Linked DNA regions of Mus musculus: all the other regions are linked to region 2. Evidence: chromatin contacts called from public Hi-C, HiChIP or PLAC-seq and promoter capture Hi-C data. All regions are on one chromosome and are shown on one strand. Each heading gives the region's core, a stretch centred on a gene start, on an enhancer-like site or on the middle of the called end of the contact. The rest is flanking DNA. Distances are from core to core; before and after follow the strand shown.

The links. Promoter capture Hi-C pulls out the DNA fragments that hold promoters and counts their contacts. A called contact is a pair of places that touch in the nucleus more often than the background predicts. HiChIP or PLAC-seq counts read pairs in DNA pulled down with a chosen protein or histone mark. Capture Hi-C pulls out chosen DNA fragments and counts their contacts.
Region 1: a Hi-C map of pre-megakaryocyte-erythroid progenitors shows a contact between it and region 2, with 2.7 times the contacts expected there. The contact joins the enhancer-like site here to the promoter of Mapk11 in region 2. A contact is called at or near these places in 1 of 39 promoter capture datasets (embryonic stem cells), 1 of 15 datasets of contacts at CTCF or cohesin (large pre-B cells), 3 of 484 Hi-C or Micro-C datasets (cerebellum, nephron progenitors and pre-megakaryocyte-erythroid progenitors), 4 of 115 datasets of contacts at active chromatin or transcription factors (embryonic forebrain, embryonic stem cells and pancreatic cancer cells) and 3 of 9 other capture datasets (adipose tissue, liver and pancreatic islet).
Region 3: a contact with region 2 is called in a promoter capture Hi-C map of adipose tissue. The contact joins the promoter of Ttll8 here to the promoter of Mapk11 in region 2. A contact is called at or near these places in 3 of 39 promoter capture datasets (liver and stem cell-derived epiblast-like cells), 2 of 115 datasets of contacts at active chromatin or transcription factors (embryonic stem cells and pancreatic cancer cells) and 4 of 9 other capture datasets (adipose tissue, embryonic stem cells, liver and 1 more).
Region 4: a promoter capture Hi-C map of adipose tissue shows a contact between it and region 2. The contact joins the promoter of Mov10l1 here to the promoter of Mapk11 in region 2. A contact is called at or near these places in 1 of 115 datasets of contacts at active chromatin or transcription factors (double positive thymocytes) and 2 of 9 other capture datasets (adipose tissue and pancreatic islet).
Region 5: a promoter capture Hi-C map of liver shows a contact between it and region 2. The contact joins the promoter of Sco2 here to the promoter of Mapk11 in region 2. A contact is called at or near these places in 12 of 39 promoter capture datasets (the C10 cell line, the HPC-7 cell line, cranial neural crest and 8 more), 4 of 484 Hi-C or Micro-C datasets (B cells, CD8 T cells, embryonic stem cells and 1 more), 8 of 115 datasets of contacts at active chromatin or transcription factors (CD4 single positive thymocytes, effector CD8 T cells, embryonic stem cells and 3 more) and 3 of 9 other capture datasets (adipose tissue, liver and pancreatic islet).
Region 6: a contact with region 2 is called in an H3K4me3 HiChIP or PLAC-seq map of bone marrow-derived macrophages, with 4 times the contacts expected there. The contact joins the enhancer-like site here to the promoter of Mapk11 in region 2. A contact is called at or near these places in 5 of 39 promoter capture datasets (embryonic stem cells, frontonasal cranial neural crest, hippocampal neurons and 2 more), 3 of 115 datasets of contacts at active chromatin or transcription factors (bone marrow-derived macrophages and embryonic stem cells) and 4 of 9 other capture datasets (adipose tissue, embryonic stem cells, liver and 1 more).
Region 7: a contact with region 2 is called in a promoter capture Hi-C map of liver, with 2.0 times the contacts expected there. The contact joins the promoter of Sbf1 here to the promoter of Mapk11 in region 2. A contact is called at or near these places in 16 of 39 promoter capture datasets (the 3T3-L1 cell line, the C10 cell line, the HPC-7 cell line and 9 more), 1 of 484 Hi-C or Micro-C datasets (regulatory T cells), 7 of 115 datasets of contacts at active chromatin or transcription factors (bone marrow-derived macrophages, double positive thymocytes, embryonic forebrain and 3 more) and 4 of 9 other capture datasets (adipose tissue, embryonic stem cells, liver and 1 more).

Annotation. Positions count from the first base shown.
Region 1 is chr15:89,283,883-89,286,906 of GRCm38.p6, reverse strand. It overlaps Ppp6r2 (protein phosphatase 6, regulatory subunit 2), which reads right to left. Exons shown (of 25, transcript NM_026813.2): 24 at 901-1,128; 25 at 1-809. The coding sequence ends at 761. Among named protein-coding and RNA genes, the nearest start is that of Mir6959, 20 kb to the left of the region's middle. Within about 2 kb of position 1,671, at least 24 of the 459 cell types and tissues checked have an H3K27ac peak or open chromatin away from gene starts, as enhancers often do. A contact at or near this core is called in pre-megakaryocyte-erythroid progenitors, where this site is marked.
Region 2 is chr15:89,148,084-89,150,903 of GRCm38.p6, reverse strand. Mapk11 (mitogen-activated protein kinase 11) reads left to right here and starts at 1,298. Exons shown (of 12, transcript NM_011161.5): 1 at 1,298-1,506. The coding sequence starts at 1,391.
Region 3 is chr15:88,952,847-88,955,731 of GRCm38.p6, reverse strand. It overlaps Ttll8 (tubulin tyrosine ligase-like family, member 8), which reads left to right and starts at 1,314. Exons shown (of 12, transcript NM_172818.3): 1 at 1,314-1,876. The coding sequence starts at 1,657.
Region 4 is chr15:88,981,590-88,984,437 of GRCm38.p6, reverse strand. Mov10l1 (Mov10 like RISC complex RNA helicase 1) reads right to left here and starts at 1,444. Exons shown (of 27, transcript NM_031260.2): 1 at 1,377-1,444. It also overlaps a transcript of Mlc1 not described here.
Region 5 is chr15:89,372,267-89,375,149 of GRCm38.p6, reverse strand. It overlaps Sco2 (SCO2 cytochrome c oxidase assembly protein), which reads left to right and starts at 1,259. Exons shown (of 3, transcript NM_001111288.2): 1 at 1,259-1,467; 2 at 1,548-1,727; 3 at 2,685-2,883. The coding sequence starts at 2,701. Ncaph2 (non-SMC condensin II complex, subunit H2) reads right to left here. Exons shown (of 20, transcript NM_001115132.2): 20 at 2,300-2,883. It overlaps Tymp (thymidine phosphorylase), which reads left to right. Exons shown (of 11, transcript NM_138302.2): 5 at 25-154; 6 at 275-393; 7 at 737-899; 8 at 988-1,218; 9 at 1,327-1,467; 10 at 1,548-1,727; 11 at 2,685-2,883. The coding sequence ends at 1,705.
Region 6 is chr15:88,935,585-88,938,530 of GRCm38.p6, reverse strand. It overlaps Ttll8 (tubulin tyrosine ligase-like family, member 8), which reads left to right. Exons shown (of 12, transcript NM_172818.3): 3 at 2,405-2,528. Among named protein-coding and RNA genes, the nearest start is that of Ttll8, 17 kb to the left of the region's middle. Within about 2 kb of position 1,375, at least 61 of the 459 cell types and tissues checked have an H3K27ac peak or open chromatin away from gene starts, as enhancers often do. A contact at or near this core is called in bone marrow-derived macrophages, where this site is marked.
Region 7 is chr15:89,313,712-89,316,572 of GRCm38.p6, reverse strand. Sbf1 (SET binding factor 1) reads left to right here and starts at 1,262. Exons shown (of 41, transcript NM_001170561.1): 1 at 1,262-1,511. The coding sequence starts at 1,457.

The DNA of each region.
Region 1 (3,024 bases), core at 422-2,921, 140 kb before region 2:
GACAATATGGGCCCGCCCTGTCTCTCAGCCTCCCAGTGGTCTTCTGTGCCCACTCTTACATGTCTGATGCAGCGCCAACACCCACCCAAGTCTGCCAAGTCTGCCTGCTGAGCACAGAGACAACTCCGTCAGGTCCAGAGGGTCTTTTGTTTTTAAGGCAGTCAAAATTTGTAGCCTGATTCAATGCCAGCTCCCAGGAGCCTCAGGGCAGCTAGAACTGGGGTTTGACCTCATATGGCCAAACTAGTGCCAGACCCCCATGTATTATTATTATTGGGGATCAGGTCTCTCCAACTCAGGCCTTTACATCTGCCGTGAGCCAAGAGAGACCCTGTATTGTAGCTGGGTACAAAGTGCAAAAAAAAAAAAAAAAAAAAAAAAAAAAGGCTTTTCCTCCGTGCATTAAAAAGTACAGATGAAACCAGAGCCTGGTGCTCCTCCCCCTTCCTGCCCATCTGACGGTGCTGGCACCGTAGGGTCTTGTTCCCTCACCAAGTCCTGCAGGTAGAAGCTGCAAGTCAGGGGCCTCATTGCCAGACCAAGACCTGGACAGGGAGTGGCCAGGTCCATCTGTCTTCCAAAAGGACCAAGGGCAGGTAGGAGAGACAGGAGCTGGGTCATCCAACTGGTTCCACTGCCAGCTTTACCAAATGCAGCATTTATTTTAAAGTTAAATTAAAAAAAAAAATTGCATCACCAGGTAGTTTTCTTGATTAAGGAAGCAGCCTGACCAGGGCGGGCCACGGCCGGGTGGCAGCAGTTACACAGGACCATTTAAGGCAGCGCCTTCTGGCAGGGCATCTGCCTTCCTGCATAAATGGGGGAAGAGGCAGAGTTGCAGCATGTGGGCTTCTGGGGTTCATCCAGTCCCACCCTACCCTCTTTGGCCAATCTACTCACCTGTCCTTTGTCATCGTCCCCAGGGTGGCAACTATGGCTGGGGCTGCTGTGGTTACTGCCACGATCGGTCCTGGGGGCACTGCAGCAGCCACTGAGGAAGAGACCACTATGGTGGCCGTGGGAGAGCCTGCCTTGCTTGGTGCTATGGTAGCCACGGCAGGACTGATGGTCACTTCTGAAGGTGCGGGGCAGGCAGGGGCTAACACGGTACTGTCAGGACACTCAGCCCTGTGTGGCAAATAGGCTCCAGTTATGGGTGCCCCTACTTCACTGCTGCCTATTTCAGATACCCAACAACCAGCAAAGGGCCTCCAAGTGATACGCACAGCTCCTATCTGCTTATCTCTTTTGTGGCATGACTACAGCTGGCTTTGTAGCCCTGAGTCCCAGACAGTGGGACAAACTACATGATGATCATGACCTCAATCCTTCCTATAAGCAGCACTCAAATCCTGACAGCTGTGGAGCTTCATTTACTGATGGCCCCAATGTTGCTGCTTAAATTTAACTTCACCCTTACGCTATCTAAAGGGTCCCTGATGACCAGGCATGGTGGGCCATGCCTTTATCGTGTACTTAGGAGACATAGGTAGGCAGGTCACTGAGTTTGAGTCCATCCTGACCTCCATAGAGAGTTCCAGGCCAGCCAGGGCTATAAAGTGAGACCTGTGTTTGCAAAAAAAGTGAGGTGAGGAGGAGGGATTATATAAGGACTGAGTGTCTTCATACCCAAAGCTAGCCTAGACTAACCACAAGTAACAGATGGATCCTGCAGAACAAAGATACCTGGCTCTGTCCCAGGGAGGGGTTCTCAGATGAGATGCAGGACAAGCAGGGAGGGAGGGAGTTGTAGAGGCTGAATAAACTTGGCAGTGGTTCAACTATCTAGCAGGTTTTGAAAATAGCTTTGTAAAGGATTTACTTTGTCTTTTTGCAGCAGGGTTAAAGTACTTCTCTAGGAAGGATTTAGAAAAAGAGGATGAAGGTCTCTAAAGGTAGGCTGTTAGTTGGATGTGGTGATCTTCCTCGGTAATCTGATCACTAAAGAGATGGAGGTGGGACAGTTGTGAGTTGAGACCACCCTCCACAACACAGCAAAACTCACAAACAAGCCTGTGTACTCTCAACCCAAGGAACTCCAGTCTAGGCTTTTCCTCTTAGTTAATTTTATCACATCTGAATCAGTAGCCATGTGAACCCTTCTCCAAGTCTTGGCTCTACATTTTTGCTTTTCTACAAATCTTTTAGATATATAGTGGTGTTTGCTTTAGGGGCGATATCCTGCCTAGGGTTCCTAGAACACAAGAGCCAGGGCCTCAATGAGCTTTGGACATGAGCAGCCAGACGCTATGGGTACAGAGTATGAAACTTTGAGTCCCAGCTGCAAACAGCAGTTCTCAACTGTGGGCTGTGGCTCTTTACAGTTATGTTCATCACAGTACCAAAGTTCTAGTTGTGAAGTAGCAACAAAAATGATTTATGACTGGGATCACCACAGCATGTGAGACTGTATTAAAGGGTCACACACTAGGAAGGTTGGGAACCACTGGGTTATACCAACCATGGATTCCAGCTGCTTAATCTTCCCGCTTAGCTGAGGGAAACCCCTTAAGTTCCAATATCACAGAGGACCCTCAAGAAGCACACACGTGGGCAGGGCCTACCCTGTGTGTGAGGAGGAGGAGGAGGCAGGGCTGGTAGGACCCAGAGCCTGAATGCATGATGGTGAACTTGTGCTAGGCAGTCTGTCTGGTGCCCACTGTGTCAAGAACAAGCTGGTGTCAGGTACATCCCAGACTTGGAAGTGTAGGCAGAGACAAGGCCAGAAACCCCATAGGTGATACTCATTTAAGAGTAGATGCAGAATCCAAAACAAAACCCCCACATGGGCCTAAGGTCAAGAGCCTTGTGAGATTAGTACCTTGTCTCCTGGTAGGGTCCAGCCCTGAGACTTCCTCTACTGTACCCTGAACTTAGGTGGAGATCCTGCCTCAGGGCCTTTGTATGGGAAGCCATTTCCAGTATCCTGTACCCACAGACAACTCCTTATGCTCCTGAGCCTCACCACCTGCTCTCCCACCGCTGAATGCCAGGAGGCTGAGCTCCCTGGGGAACACAGAGATC
Region 2 (2,820 bases), core at 49-2,548:
GAGACAGAATCTCGATTTAGCTCAGGCTGCCCTGGAACTCAGGATGTAGATCAGGCTGGCCAGGTACTCCAGCATCTCTCTCCTGGTGCTGGGATTAAAGACGTGCACCACCACACTCTGCTCCATGTTTACTTTCAAGTGTGAATAAAAGTAGGGCCTAGGGCAGTGGTTCTCAACTCTCCAATGCTGCAACCCTTTAATACAGTTCCTTATGTTGTGGTGACCTCCAGCCATAAAATTATTTTGTTGTTACTTTGTAACTAATGTTGTTACTGTTATGAATTGTAAATATCTGTGTTTTCTGATGGTCTTAGGTGACACCTGTTAAAAAAAAGAGGTCGTGACCCACAGGTTGAGAACCACTGGCCTAAAGTGGCATGGGTGAGGCCTTACTGGACATGAAAGCATCCACCCTGGACACCAGGAAAAGGGAGATTTCTAGGCTTGGTGACAAACTGAACTATGCCTGCCAGGGTTGGTAGACCTCCTGGGTCGCCTTGTGCTAGTGGCTGGAGAAAGTCAAGGCTGGGGGCGTTTCCCGAGTGTCAGTGAAGAGAGGGCTTCATAAGGAGGAAAAATACCCAGTACTAAAAAGAGGCCCATGTGGGGACCATACTTGTGGCCCCAATCATGGTGCTGCGCTGTCCCTGGTCCTGACTGCCCGCCGGGAGCTTACCTCTTCCAGGAGCTTCTGGGTCGAGGTTAGGGCAACATGGGGAGTAGATGTCGTCTTGTCTCCTGAAGGCTCCGTCACTTACTAAGACCTAGTAAGTCTACTAGGAGGTGAACCATTAACGCCAAACGGGGGCGTCCTCCTCACCCTGGCCACAAGGCGCCTTCCTCAGTGGTGCCCTGAGTTGGCGCCGTGGCGCTGGTTTTTTAACCTAGAGCCTTTACTTCCCCCTCCCCCCACCACTAATGTTTTTTGTTGTTGTTCTGAAAGTATTATCACCACGTGCTCAAGCTCACTTTTGACAATTTCCCTTCATTTCTGAGGAAGGGGACTGGCCTGGGACCCGGGGAAGGGCAGAGGGGGTAGGTAATATGCAGAAGATGAAGGTGGAGGAGTACAAGCAAGAAGTTTCATCGTCACCCCCATGGGAGGGAAGCAGGCTTTTTCCTTTGTCACGGTCTCCGAGGGGCAGGAAGCTGTGCGTCTGTCTCCGGGAACCCTCAACCTCCACCCACCCCACCCCACCCCCGTTTCCCCGCCCTCCGGTCTCCAGGCTGGGGAAATCCGCCGGGCCTCGGCCCCGCCCCGCCGTCCCGCCCTGCTGCGCCGCCGCCCCCCAGCCCCCACCCCGCTTTGCTCAGCGGTGCTGGGCGTGGGGCGCGGGCCGGGTGCTGCGCGCGGGGATCCGGGGCGCTCGCTCCAGCTGCTTCTGTGGATATGTCGGGTCCGCGCGCGGGATTCTACCGGCAAGAGCTGAACAAAACAGTATGGGAGGTGCCGCAGCGGCTGCAGGGCCTACGCCCGGTGGGCTCCGGCGCCTACGGCTCAGTCTGGTAGGGGCCGGCAAGGACCTGGTGGGAGCTGGGCGGGAAAGCGTGTGCGACCCTCCAGCGCGACGTGGGGTTCCCGGCGTGGGGAGGGGCCTCGCCCTGCCTCCGCCCCCGGTCTGCACGCTTCCGATGAATGAATGGGGGGGAGGGGACACGGAGGAAACTTTCCTACTAGATTCCACTCGCTGGCAGGTAGGGGGGGTCTTCTAATGCCCTCTCCCCCCCCCCCATCTCCGATCCCTTTCCTAGTTTTTCCCCAAAAGACTGAATATTGCGGCGTCACAGCTGGCGGGAGAGCAAGTCTCTGGGGCCGCTAAATGGAACAGTCAGCCATCCGGGTTATTTCGGGCAAGGTCTAAGTAGCTGCAGGGTCTAACGTTCCCCTCAGACTAAGTATTTGAAAAGGGGACCCCCAGCGGGGTGAGGAGACCTTTCTAATTTGGAAGACACCAAAATTTTCCTGTGGATCATACCCGCGCCTCCAGATTCCTAGAAGCTCAGCGGCTTGAGCCTAAGCGGACACCTACTCTCTTGTCTACACCCTACCCCAGTTTACCCAACAAAGGATCTCAGAATATAGGTAGGGCTTGGAGACCAGAGATTGCAGTCTCGATCGTGGGCAGCATCCAGGCACCTGGGATTGGAGAACGGCTGTAGATAGCCCTTGTTGACGGGCTGATCAAGGGTGTGGACACTGGTATGTGCCCCACACCGGGAATGGGGGCTGAGTCTCACATCTTGGATCCGGTGCTGTCATCCGAAGCCTCGGTACTGCTACTGCAACCCTATAGAGGCAAACAGTCCTGCTTTACAGGGCCCAGAGTGAGTTGGTCATGGGATCTCGCCCCATGTCTGCAGCCTGTAAACCCACCACTGAGATGGGTAGGCTTGTTCTGCCGACACTCGCTCCTTATTCTTGCTTCTCAGGCTGTACCCCAGCCCTCCACAGTGAGTAGAGACAGGATACACCCACTCCATCACCCATACATACCCAAGGAGTCGGACAGAGGAAGAGATGATGGGACATGTTGTGTCTGGGATGTTCAGGGACTCAGCAAGTGGAGGAGGATAAGGTTACACGAAAATACATTTTAAAAAAATAATACAATAAATTAGAGGGAAGGAGAGCCAGGGAGGACTTGGAGGGGGCAGGGAGGAAGGTGAAGCAGATACTTTGCAGGGGACTTGGACATTGACTCAGATGGAGTTGTCTCGGGGCTGGACCATCTAGGAGTTACCAGGGAAAAGCCAGATTTCCCAAGGGAGACCTAGGTCTGTCTCCGCTGATCCGTGACCCTGGGTTTGTTCAGTCACCCT
Region 3 (2,885 bases), core at 65-2,564, 200 kb after region 2:
ACACCTGAAGAGCAAAACCTGTTTTTTTAAAAAAAAAATGCCTTTAAACCTTCCTAAAGCTGTGACCCTTTAATACAACACCACATGTTGTGGTGACACCAACCATAAAATTATTCCAGTGCTATTTCATTACTAATTTTGCTAGTTAGATATGTGACCCACTGTGTGTGGGGTCGCGACCCATAGGTTGAGAACTGCTTTAAACCCATTGAAAATATGCTGAAGTTTGCGCTTTAAAACAGCGGACAACTCTGACAGGGTGAGGGGCCTTCCTCAAGACAACCCAAGGCACCACCCACATAGGCACAAACACAGGACGATCACAGGAACTAACCTGGAAAGGCCTAGATGGCAAGTAGTGCTGACTGTCGGGAAGGGACAGCCTGGAAGGGCACAGCACAAGTATCCCACTAATAAGTCTAGGTACCAGGGCCACTCTATGTTCCTCTGCGCACAGAAGGCTTACTCTGCCTACCCTGATCTCAGTAGACGCTCGGCTGGCAAGGGGAGAACACCTGCCCCGAAGGACCCTCGGACTCCATCCATCCCCACCTCAGGCCTAAGTGGAGGCTTCTCGTGGTCAACAAGGGAGCCAGGAGGGAGGAAGCGGAGGGTGGGGCAGGGTGTGACCCATAGTCTTTGTGACTTGGTGTAGTCTGAGGGCTTGGGTTGTCTGTGTGACCCTGACAGGTGCGTGGGAGATGTGGAGCAGGAGCACATGACCCAGGCGAGGGTCGCAGGCACTTAAGGACTAATCCTGACGCATGGCCTGCTCCGTCGGGGGACCTAGTCCCCGCTCTCGCCCCCGACTCCACCCCCGTCCAAGCCGCTCCTTGGACCGTAACATGGGACTGGATCTAGAACCAAAGCTCAGTGTGAGTGCCAGCAACTGCGTTCGGACTGCGTCTCGGGTGTCCCCTGTGCTCCGCTGCTGCCAGCGGATTCCTCTTTCACGCAGCCCTCCGCAGCCTCTGCCGCCTGTGCGTCCACGAAGCCCCACACCCCGAGTGGGGCGCCGCTTAGCACGCCGAAAGCCCCGCTACCAGCGCCAGGAGTCTGCACAATGCATGGTGCAGGCGAGGGCGGTTGCCCTGAGCAACCGCAAGACGCCTGGCCGCTCTGCCCGCCGCTCGGCCACAGCAGCACGCGCTTTAGGGCGGGTCCCAGGTGAGCACTGCCTGCCCTCAGACGCGCCACGCCTGCCCTCGCTAGTGCCCAGGTCCCCCTCCTACGCAGTACTCGGAACCCCGCCCCGCCCCCTCCGATTGGAATCCCAGACGTCGATCCTTAGAATCACAGAACTTTCCCACCTTATCCCTCCACTTTCACCCCACCACGCCTGTTCAACCTTCTTTCCCTCACCTCCCCACTTTCCTCCAAACTTCGTAACGGCCTCCCCTTTCTGACCCTAAGCCTGCGCCCCAATTTGTGTCCTGTCTCCCTACCTCGACCTCTCCTTCTTAGCTCCAGACCTGTATTTCTCTCCAGACTGGATGTCCCTCTTGGACTTCCCTAACTCTGGCCCAAGTCTATCTCTTCAACCCCATACTTACTTCCTTACCCCCGAGTTGTCCCTCTACCCTAACTTCTTCATCTCATCTGTCTCCCACTGACCTTTCTTCTCATCTGACTTCTCACACCTCAAGTTTCCCAGTCATGTCGTGTCCCCCGACCCCAAACCCTCCTTTCAGGCCTCCCTCCCACACCCGGGTCCTCCGAACCCCACCCTTGCCTCCCTGGGTATGTCTGAACTCTAAATCTTTGTCAACAGGGGTTGGGGGCCAAAAGAACCAGCTACGAGAGGCGAGCATGGAGAACGGCGAGAGGAAGAAGCTGTCTTCCACTTTGTCAGATGGAGATCACAAAGAAGAAAATAGTCTGTACCTTTCTTGTTCCGCATTTTCGGCAGCCTTACTCAAAGGAGCAGGCGTGGGGGGGGGGCGGGGGCGGGGGTTGGGAATAGCGGAGGAGGCCCAGTTCAGTTGCCCTCTGGACTCCCGTGTTGGTTCTGTGAGACTGTTCTGGTAGTACAAGGTAAAGCTTTTTATCCTAGCCGGGTACTGAACTTGCCCTTCAGACATGGGTCATATCCACTGACAAATACCTAAATATCTATAAGTAAAATCATGGTCATGGATGGGTACACATTTAGTTTTAGAAGATATAGTTCAGGGCCTGGGATGGTGGAACACACCTTTAATCCCAGCACTCGGGAGGGAGAGGCAAGATGATCCTCTGTGAATACGAGGCAAGCCTGGTCTACAAAGCCAGTCCGGGCAGCCAGGGCTCTGTTGTTACACAGAGAAACCCTGTCTGGAAAAAAAAAAGAGAGAGAAGATATAATCCAGGCTTACCAGCCGGGGCACTCCCCACTGGCCACACAACTGGCATTGCCTTGGCCTTTAAGATCAGTTTGGTGGGTGCTACCAGACTCTCTAGGGCTTTTATTGGCCGTTCTCTTACATTCACGATGGGGAAATATTATTCCACATCTTGACCATTATTAATAATGAGTCTTACTGGTTTCAGGTGTTTCTTGTTCATTCTGGATACCAGCTCTGTGTCAGATCGTTGCGTCAGACTTACTCACGAGGATCTGTGGCTGGGGGTTGGTTGGTTGATTGATTTCTAGGGGTTTAGTTGGCTGGTTGATTTTGTTTTTCTTCCTTTTCCTGTTTATTTGTTTGGTTAGTTGGTTGGGTTTTCAAGACAGGGTTTCTCTGTGTAGTCCTGGCTGTCTTGGAACTCGCTATGTAGACCAGGCTGGCCCCAAACTCAGAGATCTACCTCCCTCTGACTCTCTAGTACTGGGATTAAAGATGTGCATCACCTCCACCATCCCCTTTGAGACAAGATGTCACCATGTAACTCTGACTATCCTGGAA
Region 4 (2,848 bases), core at 195-2,694, 170 kb after region 2:
GAGGGATGTTACTTACTGGCTTGCTTCCCCTGGCTTGCTCAGCTTGCTTTCTTATACAACCCAAGGACACCAGCCCGGGGATGGTATCACCCACAATAGGCTTTCTTCCCCTCCTGATCACTATGCCCCACAGCTGGATCTCATGGAGGTATTTCCTCAACTGAAGCTCTTTTCTCTATGATAACTCCAGCCTGTGTTAAGTTGACACACAAAATCAGCCAATACACATGACACAACACCATAAAACTGGAACTCAAGCTGTTACAGAAAGCCACTTTTTTTTTTTTTACAGTGGTTCTCAACCTTCCTAATGCAGTGACCCTTTAATATAGTTCCTAATGTTGTGGTGACCTCAACCATAAAATTATTTTTCTTGCTACTTCACATCTGTAATTTTGCTATTCATAACTATTTCGAATCATAATGTAAATAGCTGATATGTGACACACACACCCCTTACAGGGGCCGTGACCCACAGGTTGAGAACCACCCCTTTGGCCGTATGCCATTATTTTCTCCAGGTTACATTTTGTTACAGAAACCAGCACATCTAAATACAAAAGGCCTTTCAATTACCATGCTGTGCTCAACAACTTCATTTTTTTTTTAATGTTATTTTTAGCTTCTCTTGAAAATTTCACTCTTTTAGAGGATGGCGAAATCCAGGGAGCCACTAGCCCAAGTTCACACGCAAAAGAAAAACTAGAAAGAAAGGCAGCAAGCATGGCCCTGAGCTCCGGGGAGGGGTAACCTGGTAACTCTGGAAGTGAAACCGGAGCTCATGCTGAAAGTCACTGTTCTTGGCAATGGTTCTAACGCCGCGACCCTTTAATACAGCTCCTCCTGTCGTGGTGACCCCCACAACCCTAGACTGATTTTTTTTTGTTGCTTCTTCAGAAATGCCAGAACTGGAAGCCTGGGAATGATAAAGAATCCAAGGGGAATGACTTCATTGCTTTTGGAAAGGACAACTCCAAGTGGTAGAACGATGGTTTCCGGACCTCACTCATCCCACTGAGAGCTCAGTGGGGACCAAAGCCAGGCAGAGAGGGGGCAGCGATATCCAGTTGGCGCGTATAGCACAAAATCACGCACAGTGAAGGAAAGGGACAATGAGGTAGCCATGGCACTGGCCCAAGAATAACAAGGCACCCGTGCAAAAATCACGCACCCTTTTTTTCTCTCTTGAGAAAATGACTAAGAGATACAGCCCGTTTGGGTTTGCGAAGGAAGGGAGGGCCAAGCCTAAGCTTCCAAAGGCCTGTTCTCGAACCACCGAAGGAAGGCGGGAGAGCCCGACCGGAGGGGGTCACAGCTTCGCCCCCACCTCACAGGCCTGCTGAGGGCTTCCAGCGGAGTGCTCCGTGCACCCTTACCTTCCGACAGCTCCCGCCCTGGTTGCCCGACCTCCTCCTCAGGGATGTCCTCCTTCCTCCAGAAGAAGGACACCAGCTTGGCAGCAAGGCGCAGCATGGCATCCACGCGGCGGCGGCCTCCACCTCCGTCCCAGCTTCTTGCCCGCACGCCACAGCCCCGCCCATGGGCCAGCACGCATGCGCTGGTAGAAACCAGCCAATGGGGTTCTTGCATCTGCGCCTGCGCCTGCCTGTCATAGAACTCAGCCAATGGGGTCCCTGTATATTCCACGAGGCTCGACCGTTAGCCACGAGAGGTTGGCGGTTAGCACGTGAAGGAGCATGGAGGTCCTCGTGCAAGAGATGAGAGGCCTGGCATGCGCAGTGTGTGGAAGAGAGGGTGGCGCTTTGTGCCGGATGACTGCAGCGTGAAGCTGGGCCAGGCGTTTCTGCTGAATCCACTTAAGTACAAAGATAAAGAGTTTCACTACCCAGTGTGAGCTTAGGAGCCGTTTCGTAGGATGGTCCCTCTGTTCCAATATTCCTTACAGCTTTACTTTGTTTGTTTGTTTGTTTGTTTGTTTGAGAAGGATGCTATGTACCTAGGCTATGAACTCACGATGTAGCCAAGGATGCTCTTGCATTTCTGATCCCCTGCCTCGATCTCCCAAGTTCAGAGGTTACAGACCTGTGCTTTCACAATGCTTTAGGCTGTGCTAGAGGTCCTTGCGCACTTAATATCCCTACCACAAAACTACATCCCAAAGTTTGGTTTTGTTTTGCTCGCTGTTTTTAAGACAGCATTTACAAGCTATAGATTTCTCTTTAAATTTTGGTTAAGGTGCATCCTATACAATTTGAATCGCAATTTCATATTTGTCTTGTGGTTTGAGTTTTATTTTGCTGTTCCCCCACCCCAGTCCACACAGGCATGTTGTCAGTATACGACTATTTAGAGAGTTTCGGCTACTGATGTTAGTCAGTCTTAGAGAGTAAAATTTGGATGACTTCTGTTCTTAAAACTTGTCAGGGCCTAGTGATATGCACCTTTAATAGGACTTAGGAGGAAGAGGCAGGCAGATTTCTGTGACTTCCAGGTCAGTTTGGTCTTCATAGTTCTAGGCCTGCCAGGGCTACATAGTGAGAGGCTGTCTCAAAACAAAATAGAACACAAACCTTATCAAGGGTATCTCCCACTTTGTTGATCTCCTGAATGTCCTTCACTGGATATTCTGTGTGTCATAAACAGTATGTATTCTGTTGTGTTTGTTGGGGATCTGATTTAGTTCTAGATTTGGTTTGTCTGTTTGTACATCATTGGCACTCTTCAATTAAACTGGGAGTAATGGCAGCATTGCTTAAACATTTAGAGGCTGTCATAAAACCTTCTCAAGTGTGTTACTCAGAATACACAGGAAAATAATACACAGGACCTGACTATTTATAGGGTTTGAGTCATCTTCAGAGATGCTGGCTAGGTACCCCAGACAGGC
Region 5 (2,883 bases), core at 10-2,509, 220 kb before region 2:
AAGTTAATGAAGGTGTCTGAGCAGATGCTGCACATCCTTGAGGAAGTCGGCTGCTGCATTGTCGGCCAGAGTGCAAAGCTGGTTCCTGCTGATGGGATCCTGTATGCTGCACGAGATGTGACAGCCACTGTGGACAGTGTCCCACTCATTACAGGTGACCTGAAACGGGGTACCCTGACTGACAGACAGTCCGCTAGGCACTGCCGCTTTTCTCAGAGAGGCAACTCTTCCTGTGCCCAAGTATACCCTGGGATGATGTTTCTGGTCTTCGCAGCTTCAATCCTCAGTAAGAAGGCCGTGGAGGGACTGTCCACTCTGGTGGTAGATGTTAAGTTTGGGGGAGCTGCAGTCTTCCCAGACCAGGAGAAGGCCCGAGAACTGGCAAAGATGTTGGTGAGCCGTGCTAGGCCACAGTGCCCTTTCTATGAAGGGACATGAGCCTCACATTCCGTCCTATCCCTGCCTCTGCCCACTCAACAGTCCTGGAAGAATAAAACGGCAATTCCTCTTTCCAGCCCTCCTACCCTATCCAATCAAAGCTGTCCTGACTGCGGACCTGGGGAAATCCTCCACAGAACCCCCGCCACTTAGGGCAACCAACCAGAACACCCCCATCCCCTCTGAGGCCTGGCAGTGTTGGTTTCTGATCTCTAACCTAAGCCTTTACTGACACCTTAACCCAGGGACAGCAGGTATGGGATTTGATAATGCCGGATACTGAATAATGCCTCCCCAGGTTAGAGTGGGAGTGAGCCTGGGGCTGAAGGTCGCCGCAGCCCTGACCGCCATGGATAACCCTCTGGGCCGCAGCGTGGGCCATACCCTGGAGGTGGAAGAAGCGTTGCTTTGCCTGGATGGTGCGGGGCCGCCGGATCTGCGGGACCTGGTCATTAGGCTAGGTGAGAGGGCTGGAGTTAAGACCACCAGTTTGTATGCCAGGAGCTCTCAATCCCTGCAGCTTCTGAGCTCCACCCCGCCCGCCAGCAGGAGGCGCCATTCTTTGGATTAGCGGACAGGCGGAAACACAAGACCAAGGCGCCGCCCGAGTGGCCGCGGCGTTGGATGACGGCTCCGCGCGGCGCCGCTTCCAGCTGATGCTTTCGGCGCAGGGCGTGGACCCCGGCCTAGCTAAAGCATTGTGCTCCGGGAGCCCCACGCAACGCCGGCAGCTGCTGCCTCACGCCCGAGAGCAAGAGGAGCTGCTCGCACCGGCAGACGGTGAGACCGGATATCAACGGCACCAGATCCCACCCACTTCCTCTCCCGATCTTTCCTGGTCCTGGCACGTGCCTCCAGTAGGTTCTCAGTGTCCACCCTCTCCCTTAGGCATTGTTGAGTGCGTCCGAGCGCTGCCGCTGGCCCGTGTGCTGCACGACCTCGGAGCCGGACGCAGCCGAGCGGGGCAGCCGATCAGACCGGGAGTGGGTGCCGAGGTACTGGTCGACGTGGGCCAGTGTTTGTCCCGAGGTAAGCGCTGTCTGGAATCCATAAACAACCCTTCCGGTCGCCCGCTGTGACCTAGGTAACCGCCTCTGTCGCTCGCGCAGGGACACCCTGGCTCCGCGTGCACCTAGACGGCCCTGCGCTCAGCAGTCAGCAGCGACGCACTCTCCAGGGGGCGCTCGTGCTATCAGATCGAGCACCCTTCAAGGTCCCTTCACCCTTCGCTGAACTTGTCCTCCCACCGACCATCGCACAGCCCTAAGTCTCGAACCCAGCTCAGCCAGGTGAGTTCAGTTGGGCAAGTCCTCCCCCAAGGGGTGGGACTGGGTGAGGACGCTGTTAACATGTGGCCTCATACTCTGCTGCTACTGCTTCATCTAGCTTATCACATGAGCTAGAGACCTTCTGAGGCCCAGAAAATGGACATATTGGGAATATTTGCCAGTCCCATCTTCTCGGACTGGTCCTAGCTCAGGGCTGATGGTGCCCTGGACGTATCCTCCATCTCATAAGAGATCCAGGTTGTAGCCACACGGGGGCAACATACTGGGGGAGCCCAGTAGGCTGGATGCCAGTGGCTCTAAATGCTAGTTGTAACAACCTTCCCTGGGGAGAGGGGGGGGGGGGAGGATGAAGGGAGATGGCAGGGCTGAGGGACTGCAGAGGGGCAGGGTACGGCATCCAGTTAAGTGCAGAGGAGTCTGCCTGCCCAGGAAGGTGAAGGTCAGACAGTTCAAGGCACAGTGGGCTGAGCTGTGTTACATTACAGAAAACAAGCTGGAGGCACTTGTTTTCTGCTGAGCCCCAGATTACCCTGAAGTGACCCTAAAGCTAGAAAGGATCACCTCTTAAAGGTGGTCAGCCAGAGGATCAACAGCCTCCCTATAAAGAACAATTTATTGTAAATAGACACATGCATCCCAGTGCCCAGGCAAAGCATATTCGCGGTGCTTCCAAGAATCCACAGGGAGGCTTGGCAGTTGTGGCGTGGGTTCTCCAGAGGTTGGGGTCATGAGGCTGAGACTCCCTGGTTAAAGACGTAGGTTAGAGCAAACCAGCTATGGACTTTTGGTGTTGCCTGGACTGCATGCAGCTTACGGCAGAGCAGTTCTGAGTTGAGACGAGCCGGTGCAGGCAGCTAGATAACCTGCTTGAATGTGGGGCAGATGCTTGTCCAGCAGCGGAGGCCTAGACATCTTGTCCATTCTTTTCTGACTTTTGCCACCTTTGTTCTTTTCCAGGAGCTTCAGGTCCACGATGCTACTGGCTCTAGGGCCCAAAGCTTGGCCCAAGCTCTCTCAGTTCAAACCCCTCCTCAGGATCTCAGGAGGTGAAACTCTGCATAGAAATTCCCGACACTGGGCAGGGCAGGGCCAGCGCCAAGGCCCTGGGCTAAGAACTAGACTGCTGATCACAGCCCTGTTTGGGGCTGGGCTAGGC
Region 6 (2,946 bases), core at 126-2,625, 210 kb after region 2:
GGCAAGTCTTATAAAAAACAACATTTAATTGGGGCTGGCTTACAGGTTCAGAGGTTCAGTCCATTATCATCAAGGTGGGAACATGGCAGTATCCAGGCAGGCATGGCACAGAAGGAGCTGAGAGTTCTATGTCTTCATCCAAAGGCTGCTAGTGGAAGACTAACTTCCAGGCAACTAGGGTGAGGATCTTATACCCACACCCACAGTGACACACCCATTCCAACCAGGTCACACCTATTCCAACAAGGCCACACCTTCAGATGGTGCCACTCCCTGATCAAGGATATACAAACCATCACACCTGGCAACACAAAATTTATCTATAGAAAACTTCACTGCAGTGTCTCTGTCTGGGATCTCTGTGCTGGGACCTGGGCTCAGCTTGTCTCTCTATTCATGTCTGTGTGATGGGCTCTGGGCTCAGCCTGTCTGTGTCTCTGTGATAGAGTCTGGGACTCTGGTAGTGGCTTGGTTTGCTGACCAAGATCTCACTGATGTCTGGCTTACGCTCACTTCCTAAGCATCTCTTCTTCCAGCTGTTTGGGAGTCAGATGAATCCGTCTTCTGTGGGATCCTCTGAGCTTCAAGCCTCTGTTAGGAATAACCTGATGAGTTTAGGCCCCTCAGGAGATTGACTGTATCCATCAGAGCCCACTGACTTAGGGCCTCGGTGACATCTGCAAAGTCCTGTCACCATTTTAGGGTGATGCTAGTGAGTCCCATATGTCCTGTCATCTTGCTCTTTTGAGTCCAGGGACAGTGTCCTGCATGGTGACCCATCAGGGTCTGTACGTCTGCTGCAGGACACCAGTGGTTCGGTGCCGCCACTCCTGCCTGACCCCAGCTGACCCTGCCCGTCCCTGACCCTGCTAGTGACCTAGTACACGGGTCATGTCACTGCCTTCTGCACTGGCTTGGGGTACCCTTGTGAATGTCAGCTTTCTGTCTGTGACTACATAAAATACCTGAGGCTTTGCACTTTTATTAAGAAAACAAATGTACTCACCACCCAGCTTGAGGGGCTGAAAGCCAGAGCTTGAGCAGCTCTGCCTGTTTGGCTCTGTCACTGTCACCATGTGGCAGATGGCACCATTGTAGACACGCAGGTAGGAGGAAAGGAATATTTGACAGAGGAGATCAGAGGGAGATGGGGACTTGGCTCACTCTTTTATAACTGCTCACTGTGTGAGAGCTAGCTCACACTTACCCTTCCTGGGCATGTCCCCACTCCATCCTGGTGACCATACCTCAAGCACATGAGACCATTGGGAACAAGCAATGATCCCTTCCATGACCTTTCCCTGGGCTAAGACTGAGGTAGTATACAGTTTGGTTCTCCCACCAGCTGCCAACTTCCTGTTCAACCACACGCAGCTAACCATCTCCAAGCGATGAGTCAGAATTCCAGCAGCTTCTGGGCTGGCCCTGCCCCTTCCTCTGTTACCCGTTAGTTTTTCTCTTTCTGCCATTCTGAACTCAGGCACCCACAGCTTTTATAAACAGGCGTCACACTCTCTTGTCTTAGTGTTTCTTTTGTTGTGTTAAAGACACCATGACCAAAAACCTCTTGGAGAAGAAAGAGTTTATCTCATGCTACAGGCTTGTAGTCAAGGCAGGAACCTGGAGGCAGATGATGAAGCAGAGGCTCACTCCTCACTGGCTTACTCCTGTGGTTTGCTCAGCCTGCTTTCTTACACAACCTCTGCCTAGGGGTGGTGACGCCCACAGTGGGCTCAGCCCTCCCACATCTATTGTCAATCAAGAAAATGCTCCCCCAACCCCCACCCCGACAGGCATAGACCAATGTGGTGGAGGCATTTTCTCAGTTGAGGTTCCTCTTCCCAAATGATTCTAGCTTGTGTTAAACTGACATAAAATTAGCCAGGACACTCACTTTTCTATAAAAGACAGCTGCACTGGGAGTCCTCAGTTTTTCCCTAGACCCTCAGGCATTGTGCAATTGTGTGTCCCACCTGTATCCCAAATCCAGAAATCCTGGGACTACAGAAATTCTGAGTCGGGGCTACAGCTGCTCAGGAAGTGCTGATTTCTTGGTTGTGTTTTGGCCCCTTTGAGTGTGTGAATGAGTGTGTAGAAGTGATCACCTCTGTAATCCCAACCCAACGATGAATAAACGCAGTGCAGCAACTGTGGGGATTATATGTCCGAGCCCCCACATGTGCACACACACACACGCGCACACACACAAGCACACGCGCGCACACACACACACACACACACGCACGCGCACCCTTCTGCATGCTGAGGGCGGCATTCCTGTGCTCTCTGGGCAGAGTGTGTGTGTGGCCTTGCCGAGGTGCAGTCTGGTCCAGGCTACTTTGGAAGGTCACCTCAATCCCCTTATTGCCGAGGGCCTCAGCTAAGATGCCGCTGCTGTTTTCAGGAGAGGAAGATTTTCTCCATCTATGGACACTACCCTGTCATCCGGGCCACCTTGCGAAGAAAGGGCTGGGTGGAGAAGAAGTTCAATTTCTTCCCCAAAGCTCTCCAGAACCTTGGAAGTGAAGGTAAACGGCACATGGGTGGAATACCTTGTCCTGGGAAGGGTTTGTTTTTTGGTTTTTGGTTTTTTTGGGTTTTGTTTTAATTAATTAATTTTTTAAAATTTATTTACATTTCAAGTGTTGTCCCCTTACCCGGTTCCCCCCTTCCGGAAACCCCCATCCCATCCCCCCTTCCCCTGCTTCTATGAGTGTGTTCCTCCACCCACCCACTCCTGCCTCCCCGCTCTCTATTCCCCTACACTGGGGCATCTACGAGCCTTCATAGGACCAAGGGCCTCTCCTCCCATTGATGACTGACAAGGCCATCCATCCTCTGCTACATATGCAGCTGGAGCCATGTGTACTCCTTGGTTGGTGGTTTAGTCCCTGGGAGCTCTGGGGCTGTCTGGTTGGTTGATATTGCTGTTCTTCCTATGGGGCT
Region 7 (2,861 bases), core at 13-2,512, 170 kb before region 2:
GGCTGTTCTGGAACTAGCTCCGTAGACCAGGCTGGCTTCAAACTCCATCTGCTTCTGACTCCCAAGCGCTTTAATTAAAGGCGTGCGCTGCCACCACCACCATGACCACCAAGCTCATCCCCCTCTCTTAAAAAAGACATTTTCACTTTATGTGTATGGGTGTTTTCCCTGCATGTATGTCCACGCACCACCACAAACACGTTCCGGAGGCCAGAAGGGGGCGACAGATCCCCCTGGACCCAGAATTGCAGGCGAGGGTGCTGCAAATCCAGCACAGATTCCCATAACCTCTAAACTATCTCTCCAGAAAGGCCCTTATATCTCCTGTTTTTTGGACACATGGTTTCCTGATGAAGCCAAGGAGACTGGACTGGAATTCATGAACGACCTGCTTCAGCTTCTCAAGGGCCGAGACTCTTTATACACGTACACTGACGACTGGACTCGTCTCTCCTGAGATTGCTTTCATTCATTCTCCAGATCTTGCAGGTGGAGGGAACACGATGCTAATAGGTGGCTTGTCTTTCAGTTCTCACAGAAAACTAAACTCATCAACAAGCAAGCCTAGTCCTCCCCCTTTAATCTCCTGGTCAAGGACCTTGCCTCTCCTACAAGTGTCCATTCCTGTATTACTGCAAGAGGCCTGGCCAACCCCCTGACCTCCAGGGCGATCCAACTTCGCAGGAAGGTGACTCAAGCTGGAACTTTTTTTTTTTTTTTTTTAAATGCAGGTGTTGGATATCCCATCCATCCAATGGTGAAATATCTAGCTGCCCCTTTTTGCACTAGGAACTTAAAAAAAAAAAGCCTGTAAAGTCTTTCCCTTGGCCACCATAAGATTGGCAGGGTGAGTGGCGAAGCCATGACACTCCTCCATCCCCCAGCTCGGTCCTCTAGTTTGGGAGACTGGCTGGACAAGGCCTGAGCTCCACTGGTTTGCTTCAGGCAGACTGAGCTGGACCACGCCCCTGACCCTCGGAGTTAGGCTCTCCCAAGGGTGAGGTCCAGGTCTCCCTTCATTCCGGGGCTTCAGTTCCGACGGGGAAGTATGCCCTAATCCTGACCGGTGGTGCTTCAGGTCGAAATGTCGGCCGCGGGACCAGGGTAGCTGACCCGCCCCGGCCGCCGTAAGCTTCACCCGCCCAAAGGGTTGAGCCGGTCCTTGAGCATGAGGTAGTAGGCGGGGCAGCGCCCTCTGGACCCGCCCCATGCGGAGTGGCCCAATGGAAGCGCACTGTGCCAGGTCCCGCCTACACGGGAGGGGCAGAACTGCGCAGGCTCCTGAAGCGCCCGGGCGGGCCGGCTGGCTGGGAAGATGGCGGCGGAAGCCCTGGTCAGCGGCGCCGCAGAGGAGCGGGCCCGGGGTGTCCCAAGTGTGCAGCTTAGGGCCAGCGCCGGGCCATGAGCGCGCCGCCATCGAACCCTCGAGCCGTGGAGCCCGCCTGCGCCCCTTGCCATGGCGCGGCTCGCGGACTACTTCGTGCTGGTGGCGTTCGGGCCGCACCCGCGCGGTGAGTCTCAGCGCCGAGGGGGACGAGCTGGGGGGGACTGAGGGACTGGGACTGAGGACTCGAAGCTAAGAAGACCCGGCCGGAGGCAGGGTCAGGAGTTGGGGCCGAGCTCTCGGGGCTCTCGAAAAGAGGCCTCCGTAGTTATTGGCCACGGTGGCGTCGGGGCAACCCGCGAGGACCCCGGACGACATGGCCTGTGTAAGAAACATCCCTCCTACACCTGGGCACCTGCGTCGCTGTTCCGAGGTGGGCAGGGGCGTGTCGCTCGGGCGTGGGAGGCTGGAGGACCCTGCTGCAGTTCGGTCTCCCCGATTCCAAGTTGGGTGGGATGGGCTCACCCCGCCTTGGCCGCCTGCCGGTGGCTGGGTCTGGGAATTTCAGAGAGGGGGGCGGAACGTTTTCGTCTTCCAGCTTCTCTGACCCAGTGCTAGGTCTGAAGCCTCAAGCACCGCTTGATGGGGTGCAGTGGAGGGGGAGGGGTTCGTCGGTGGTATGGAGCCGGACTTCAGACGAAAGTGTCACACTTGGAGGAGAGCATTCCTGGTGTTCAAGCCTCTAAGCCAGGCCCCTCAGCGGGGGATCAGTGTGGTGATCTAGGAGGCCCTGATCTGGAGTCAGCACCTGTGTCTGAGAGCCCTTCAGTCCTGGGGGTAGGAGAAAACGGAGCCTGACAGTGACATCAACCACAGCCATGGAGACAACAGTGTTGGGGGGTGTTGGCTGGAGTCCTCAGTGTGCCAGGCCCTGCACAACCCTTTGTGTGTATGATCTCATTTCTCCCAATAGCCCACTGAGATTGCCTTGCTGTTGCCCTATCTTCAGCATAGAATCTGGCATAGAGAAGTTGAGTGTGTGGGTCTGGAATGGAGGCTGGGACTTGTACTCTGGCTGTCAGAGTCCACCTGCAGAGGGGCGGTATCTTAGGGACAACTGTGGCCAGATGAGGTAGCCCCTTAATCCCTAGATGTAATGCTTCCTACCGTGTTCCAGTTATCTATTCCACACAGTTATTCTGCTGCTTCTCAGACCAGCTGTCACTGTCACCATTCAGGACCCAAACTTTCTTCTTTGCCTTTCTTCTTGCTAAGTCTCCACTAGGACTGTTCCTTTGTTTAATGTCCACATGATGGACCCTGTATGCACTGGAAAACACCACCACCACCACCACCACCACCACCACCACCTCTGTCTTCAGATCTGTTCAGTACCCTCGCTTCTTTCTGCTCTCATGTATTCAAGTCTATATCTTTTGGCACTCAGTCCCGAGCATCTGTCTTTCCCTCCAAAGAGGGAGTTCTCAAAGGCAGAGACCACATTGTGTTCATCCCCCTGTCCTCCTTGAGCAGGAGG